Linked DNA regions of Triticum aestivum: region 2 is linked to region 1. Evidence: chromatin contacts called from public Hi-C data. All regions are on one chromosome and are shown on one strand. The core of a region is the stretch at or near the end of the contact, and the rest is flanking DNA. Distances in the headings are between cores, read along the strand shown.

Region 1 (3,599 bases), core at 36-2,535:
TAAGCTACATTAATTCTCTGCTAATGATGTCATGTCACTATGATTACTGTTGCTAATCACCATTGGTTTCAAATCTCGTTCGAATTCAAATTCAAAATCAACTCAAACAATAAAATTTTTCAAATATTGGAACTAAAATGTTCGGTTTGTGGCAAATAATCCATACTAAATGTTGGTGCAGAAACCCCACATTTATAAAGTGTTTAAAACTCTAAAATGAACAAAGCGGTAACAAACCCAATTATTTAAAAGCTTTAAAAAAATTAAACGGTTACAAACTATTTTATTTTAGGTGCCAAGTTAATTGTGGTGGTGGCATGTTTGGTAATACTAATTTATGCGCAACTAATGTAATTTATAAAGCTAAGGTATTTAAAATATAAAATTAAAACACAAAAGAAAAGAAATAAAACAAAATACAAAAGGAAAAAAAAGAAGCAAACAAAAGGAAAAGGCTTCCCCCACCCACTGGGCCTGGCCCAACCACACCGGCCCACCCCGCACCTCCCCTGGCCTATATGGCCTCTATCCCCCGAAACCCTAAACTGCTACCCACCCCACTCCCGTCGATCCCCCACTCTCCCCACTCCTTCTCCTGCTCCCAGCCCCGATATGGATCGAGCCCGACTCCCGCCCCCGACGCGTCCCCAGCGCCACCCCGCCGCCGCCACATCATCCCCGTCGTCCCCGTCGCCCCTGACACCCTGCGGCCGACCTTCGTCGTCCGCCGTCGCCCGGAGCCGTCAACCATCGCCGTCCTGCATCCTCGTCCTCCTCCTTGACTACTCCTTGCCGGACTCCATCGTCGCCGTCGTCTCCGTCAACGCGACCGTCCCCGTCCCCCACCCCGAGCACCGCTGCCTCGTACCCTACGCCCCGTGGTGAGGCTCCGGCCTCCCTCTCTCTCTCCCCTTTTTCTTCGTCACCGGCGTCGCCCACCGCGCGTCGATCGCGCTCGGCCCTGCGCCTCGCCGTGATCCTCCATGCCCCGTACGCGCACGCCTGGCCCGCTCCCTGCCGGCACTCCTGCTGCTCGCGCCGCCCGCATCTTATTTCGCCGGTGCCGGCGCCCCACCGCTGCCTACCTCCGCCCCTGCTGCCTACCGCGCCAGGCCACAGCTAGCCACGCCGGGTCGCCTCCTCCTCCGCCGGGCAGCGACAGGCCATGCTCGCTCCGGCTGGCCTTGCCCACCACCGCTGCCGCAGCTCCTGGCTGTGGACGCCGACCAACCTCTGTGCGCCCGCGCGTGCAAGCCCTCTGGTGGCCGAGGCCACTGCCACCCCGGGGCTCCGCCCCGTTTTCGCTAGCGCCAGACCCGCTAGGCCCCTTAGGGCCATTGACCTTTGGGCCTAGCCTAGAACCTTTTTATAAAAAAGGGAATTAAATAATAATAATAATAATGTTAATTAATTAATTAACTAACTAAATTGAGTAACTTAATTAATCATAATTAGATTAACCTAATCACTAATTAACCTAATTAATTGTCAGTTAAATAATCATTCAATGACATGCGAGACCCACACATAAGTTTGACCCAGTCAACGCCCTGTTGACTGTTGACGTCATGCTGATGTCATGACGATGTCAGCATACACTATTCTGAATAATGTTGATGTAAAATAATTAAATAAATTAAAAAATGATTAAATCTTTTAAAATTAATATAAAATAAACCGTAGCTTGGATGAAAATACTTTGTACATGAAAGTAGCTCAGAACGACGAGACGAATCTGGAAACGCAGCCCGTTCGTCCGCCACACATCCCTAGCATAGCGAATCTGCAACATTTCACCTCTGGTTCACCTGTTTGAAAATGCGAAACACCGGGGATACTTTCCCGGATGTTTCCCCCTTTTTGTCGGTATCACCTACTACCACGTTAGGGCACACCTAACACCGCTCATTGTCATGTCATGCATCGTCATGCTTATGTTTGCATTTTATTTACTGTTTCTTCTTCCTCTTCTCTCAGGTAGACTACGAGACCGACGCTGCTGCTGCCCAGTTTGACTACGGAGTTGACGACCCCTCCTTCTTGCCAGAGCAACCAGGCAAGCCCCCCTTTGATCACCAGATATCGCCTATTCTTCTCTCTACTGCTTGCATTAGAGTAGTGCAGCATGTTACTGTTCGGTTACTCCTATTATGTTGCATAGCCTGTCATTGTTGCTACAGTCATTGATACCTTACCCGCAATCATAAATGCTTAGTATAGGATGCTAGTTTATCATCATTGGTCCTACATTCTTGTCAGTCTGCCTTGCTATACTATTGGGCAGTGATCACTCGGGAGGTGATCACGGGTATATACTATACATATATACATATCATACAGATGGTGACTAAAGTCGGGTCGGCTCGTTGAGTACCCGCGAGTGATTCACGGATTGGGGGCTGAAAGGACATTTGTCCCGACGGCCCTCTGTGTGGATCTTTGTGGCGGAGCGAAAGGGTAGGTTGAGACCACCTAGGCGAGAGGTGGGCCTGGCCCTGGTCGGCGTTCGCGGTTGCTTCATAATAACACGTTTAACGAGATCTTGGTATTTGATCTGAGTCTGGCCACTGGCCTATACGCACTAACTAACTACGCGAGAAAGACATGGGCACTCGACGTCGTGGTATCAGCCGAAGCCTTTGTGAGATGAGCGACTGAGCGGCGCGCGCCAGGTTGGACTGCGTAACGCGACTTCCTTTGTAATGGAGGTTGCTAGGTCTGCTCACCGGCCGGGTACGCAACATGCAGGTGTGCAATGGGCGATGGGTCCAGACCCCTGCGCGCTTAGGATTTAGACCGGCGTGCCGACCTCTCTGTTGTGCCTAGGTGGGGCTGCGACGTGTTGATCTTCCGAGGCCGAGCATGACCCAGGAAAGTGTGTCCGGCCAAATGGGATCGAGCGTGTTGGGTTATGAGGCGCACCCCTGCAGGGAAGTTTATCTATTCAAATAGTCGTGTCCCTCGGTAAAAGGATGACCCGGAGTTGTACCTTGACCTTATGACAACTAGAACCAGATACTTAATAAAACACACCCAGACAAGTTCCACAGACAACCCGGTGATCGCTATTCCACAGGGCGACGAGGGGAGGATCGCCGGGTAGGATTATGCTATGCTATGCTACTTGGAGGACTTCAATCTACTCTCTTCTACATGCTGCAAGATGGAGCCTGCCAGAAGCGTAGTGTTCGATAGGACTAGCTATCCCCCTATTATTCTGGCATTCTGCAGTTCCGTCCACCGATATTGCCTCTTTACACATATACCCATTCATATGTAGTGTAGATCCTTGCTTGCGAGTACTTTGGATGAGTACTCAGGGTTGCTTTGCTCCCTCTTTCCCCCCGTTTTCCTCTTCTTCTCGGATGCCGCAACCAGACGTTGGAGCCCAGGAGCCAGACGCCACCATCGACGGTGACTCCTACTACTCTGGAGGTGCCTACTACTACGTGCAGGCCACTGACGACGACCAGGAGTAGTTAGGAGGACCCCAGGCAGGAGGCCCGCGCCTCTTTCGATCTGTATCCCTTTTTGTGCTAGCCATCTTATGGCAACTTGTTTAACTTATGTTTGTACTTAGATATTGTTGCTTCCGCTGA
Region 2 (3,546 bases), core at 13-2,512, 440 kb after region 1:
GCACCCGCGTCGGCACTATCGCACGCTGCCCACGCGCAATAGCGTTGGCCAGGCCCGCGTGTCGGCGTCTTCAGTCCTTGTCGTGTTGGTCTGGTCGTGCCAGCCGGGGGTGCGTTGCAGTCGCGGCACCGGCTCACGCGTGGGCCTTTTCGGGTTGTTTGGTTTGCCCCACACGGGTACACATGCGGCTCGCGTGTTGTGACACCTAGGTGCACCGGCGCTGCGTCAAGTTGGCTGTGCGAGGGGCCGTCCTGCTGGCTTTGTCGGGCTACTTTGCGCGCCTGAGTCGGGTCCACATGTGTGCCTGGCTCGGGTGGGAATAGCTTGTCCAACATACTTGAGGAGAATTTTCTTACCTCTGGCAGATAAGAATTTTTCTTTTCATCCACTAACTTTTGTAATAATTTGATCAATCAGGAAATAAAAGCAGGAGCTTTTGTCCATACCGGCATTCGCTGGTAAATCCAAATGAGGGCTTCACTCATAAGATTCAAAATGTGCAGATTTTTGCATTGTTGTTCACTTTCGTATTGGGACTAGAAATGATGCTTGATTTCTCTACGCTCACCATCTGCCCCGAGGCAGCATAGTAAGAATCTAATGCTACTTTCAGCACCTTCGCGTTCATGGCATTAGATCTCATGAGGATCAGTGAATCCTTAGCAAAGGGAATATTAGAAATCACTGGAGCATCTTTACTGACTTTTACTCCGGACAAAAAACCATTCTCCTCCGCATTAGCCAAAAGGGCAGTCAGGCCCTTGGTACACACAAGAATAAGTAGAGAGATAGAGGGTCTCCCTGCCTTGATCCTCTAGTAGGTTTAAAACTCGGTGCTCCACGGTGGAAACACACTGCATAATTAGATTCACCCAATTCTCCTGAAAATCCAATGTTAACAAAATAAATTTCCTTTTATTTGTATGTTTTATTTAGGCCTTTTATTTGTACGTGTGGTAGCAAAAGGAGCTCAGTACTAGTCCTATTCCAGCCGGAGCAAAACGCCGAAGGAGCGAGAGGAGTCACTGCTAGTTTGGCACGGAGACAATGTCAAGTCACAGTAGCGTGGGCTATGGCTAGCTAGCTTGACAATGGGCTAGTAGATGCGACGAGTCTCGCCTCTCGTAGCCGCCCATCTTCGCCCCAACTTTTACCGCAATCGCACAGGTGTACGTTCGTCTGGCATCCGGCGGCACGCTGAGCTGCCTGGCACTGGCGTGTGTGGCCCACGTGACCTCGCGTCAATAAAAAATACTACTCCACCTCCGGAGCTGTCAGGCGCTCACGAGGCTCCAAATACAAAATGGCAAACTCCGCCGCCCTGCTCCACTCACTCCTCTCCACCGCCTGGACGCCGCGCCGCCGCCTCGACCGAGCCTCGGCCACGCGGCTCGCCCCGTCCCCCGGCCTGTCCTGCCGCTCCTCCCGGCCGACGCGCTCCGTGCGCCCGATGGCGTCGTCGACGACCGCGGCCCGGGCCGACGCGGCGCCGCCGGGGCTGAAGGAGGGCATCGCGGGGCTCTACGACGAGTCGTCCGGCCTGTGGGAGAGCATCTGGGGCGAGCACATGCACCACGGCTTCTACGACTCCGGCGAGGCCGCCTCCATGTCCGACCACCGCCGCGCCCAGATCCGCATGATCGAGGAGGCCCTCGCCTTCGCCGCCGTCCCCGGTAAGCAACGTTCGTGTCGCAATTCGCACCAAGATCGAACTATCTGCTTGGTTCAACCGTGCCGGCCCAATTCGTTGCTGGCCAGCAACAGCCCACGGGTCGGATTTGTGCACTGTATATTGAGCTGAGCTATCCATCCGACTGCCTGTACTTGCCAGTTGCCACGCTGGTGACCATTGCTTTTGCAAGTACGAGATGGCACTGTTTGGATTGAGCTTGGTCGTCTTATCACTGCTCTGCCAGTACTCTCTGGCACTCTGCTCGCCGTCGTGGCACCAGCGAGCCAATCTGGATTTGGGCCCAAAAATGTGCCTGAGCTGCGAATGTTTTTGCAGTACGTTCTGCCGCTCCAGTCAGAACTCCTACCAGAGTGTGGCTCACAGTGGTTGTGCTCTCCAAATTCCCAAGGCTATAGTTCTCTAGTAATTTGCGGTAATACTTTAGTACTGTAGTCTGTATAAAATTTTGTTTTAAAAGGAAAGTCAGTAAACGCTATGCAGTACACCTGTTTCTTTTAGATGTACGTATAATACAGCTCTCGATCAGCCCGTTTAGAAGACCGCACTAGTGCTACGTGGTAGGCTGGTAGCCATTCCCTCCCCTACAAATTCTCTTCTGAACATTCCCTTTCAATTTCTGTAGAGTTTTTGCTTTTACCTTTTTTTAGGATTGTCTTAAGTTTATTTCAAAATTATTTTATGAGTTACGACTTCTTTCTTTGAGAAATTAAGTTTGGGGTCTCCTGTAATTTTGGTGCTAGAGTGTGATTTCATCTTATGCTCACTCTCGACGATATATGCATTGTTTCTTTAATTGAGATAGCATGAAAAGAATGTCGTAGACTTATCAGGTATTATAGCTGCCTAAAATTTAATAATAAATATGAATATATGTTCAGTCATAAGTATTACAGTTACATAACCTCAACTACATCTTCAGTTCAGTAGTATCTTGCAGCATAGTTCCATGGGAAATCAAGCTAGTTCAAATTAATAAAAAAGGTTAAAAGAGACATTTAGAGAGAATATAGCACCTTGTTCAAAACAAACTTGGCCAATTTGTCATTATGTATGGAGAATTTGCTTGATCTGTACTTCAAGTGTATAGTGCAGGATTTACTGCTGTTTTTGAGGGAATGCCTGTGCTTGCAGACGATCCGACAAACAAACCGAAAACGATTGTTGATGTTGGATACGGAATCGGTGGTAGCTCAAGATACCTGGCGAACAAATATGGAGCACAATGCTCTGGGATCACATTGAGCCCAGTGCAAGCCGAGAGAGGAAATGCCCTCGCAGCAGTGCAGGGGTTGTCGGACAAGGTTTTTTCTACTGTTCCGCTCTTGCCAATTAGTTTGGGGTTTCAATCTCTGACCTCAGACCTACTTGGGGTTTGGTTTGGTTTTGGAAGTGACAATGTGCACATGTTTGGCCCAGGCTTCTTTCCAAGTTGCTGATGCTCTGGAGCAACCATTTCCTGATGGGCAGTTTGATCTTGTCTGGTCTATGGAGAGTGGTGAGCACATGCCGAACAAACAGAAGGTAAACATACTAGTTCTAGAAGAAACTAAACAGTATGAGTCATTGCAAAACCGTTCAAGACAAGCTGCCAAAATATTATATCAGTTTGTGTGACAGACTGGGTCGATATGTATCTCTTGCAAATAACTTGGTGTTGTTGGAAAATCCATATTACCTATTTATGTAATTACCTTTTTTCAAGAACATGTAATTACGTGCATAAAGATACATAGTTAATCCTATGACAAACAACAAAACCAGAAAATTAGTCCAATCAGGTATGAAAATAGATGTTGAGTATTACGATGAAATCTTACAAAATCTTTTATCAGTTTGTAAGCGAGCTGGCACGC

The links. A called contact is a pair of places that touch in the nucleus more often than the background predicts.
Region 2: a contact with region 1 is called in a Hi-C map of leaf, with 2.9 times the contacts expected there. The contact joins the promoter of LOC123137891 here to the enhancer-like site in region 1. A contact is called at or near these places in 2 of 5 Hi-C or Micro-C datasets (both in leaf).

What each region holds. Positions count from the first base shown.
Region 1 is chr6B:541,209,091-541,212,689 of IWGSC CS RefSeq v2.1, forward strand. No RefSeq gene overlaps it. Among protein-coding and RNA genes, the nearest start is that of LOC123137890, 180 kb to the left of the region's middle. Within about 2 kb of position 1,286, at least 8 of the 8 cell types and tissues checked have an H3K27ac peak or open chromatin away from gene starts, as enhancers often do. A contact at or near this core is called in leaf, where this site is marked.
Region 2 is chr6B:541,650,405-541,653,950 of IWGSC CS RefSeq v2.1, forward strand. It overlaps LOC123137891 (probable tocopherol O-methyltransferase, chloroplastic), which reads left to right and starts at 1,263. Exons shown (of 6, transcript XM_044557755.1): 1 at 1,263-1,673; 2 at 2,825-2,994; 3 at 3,110-3,214; 4 at 3,526-3,546. The coding sequence starts at 1,304.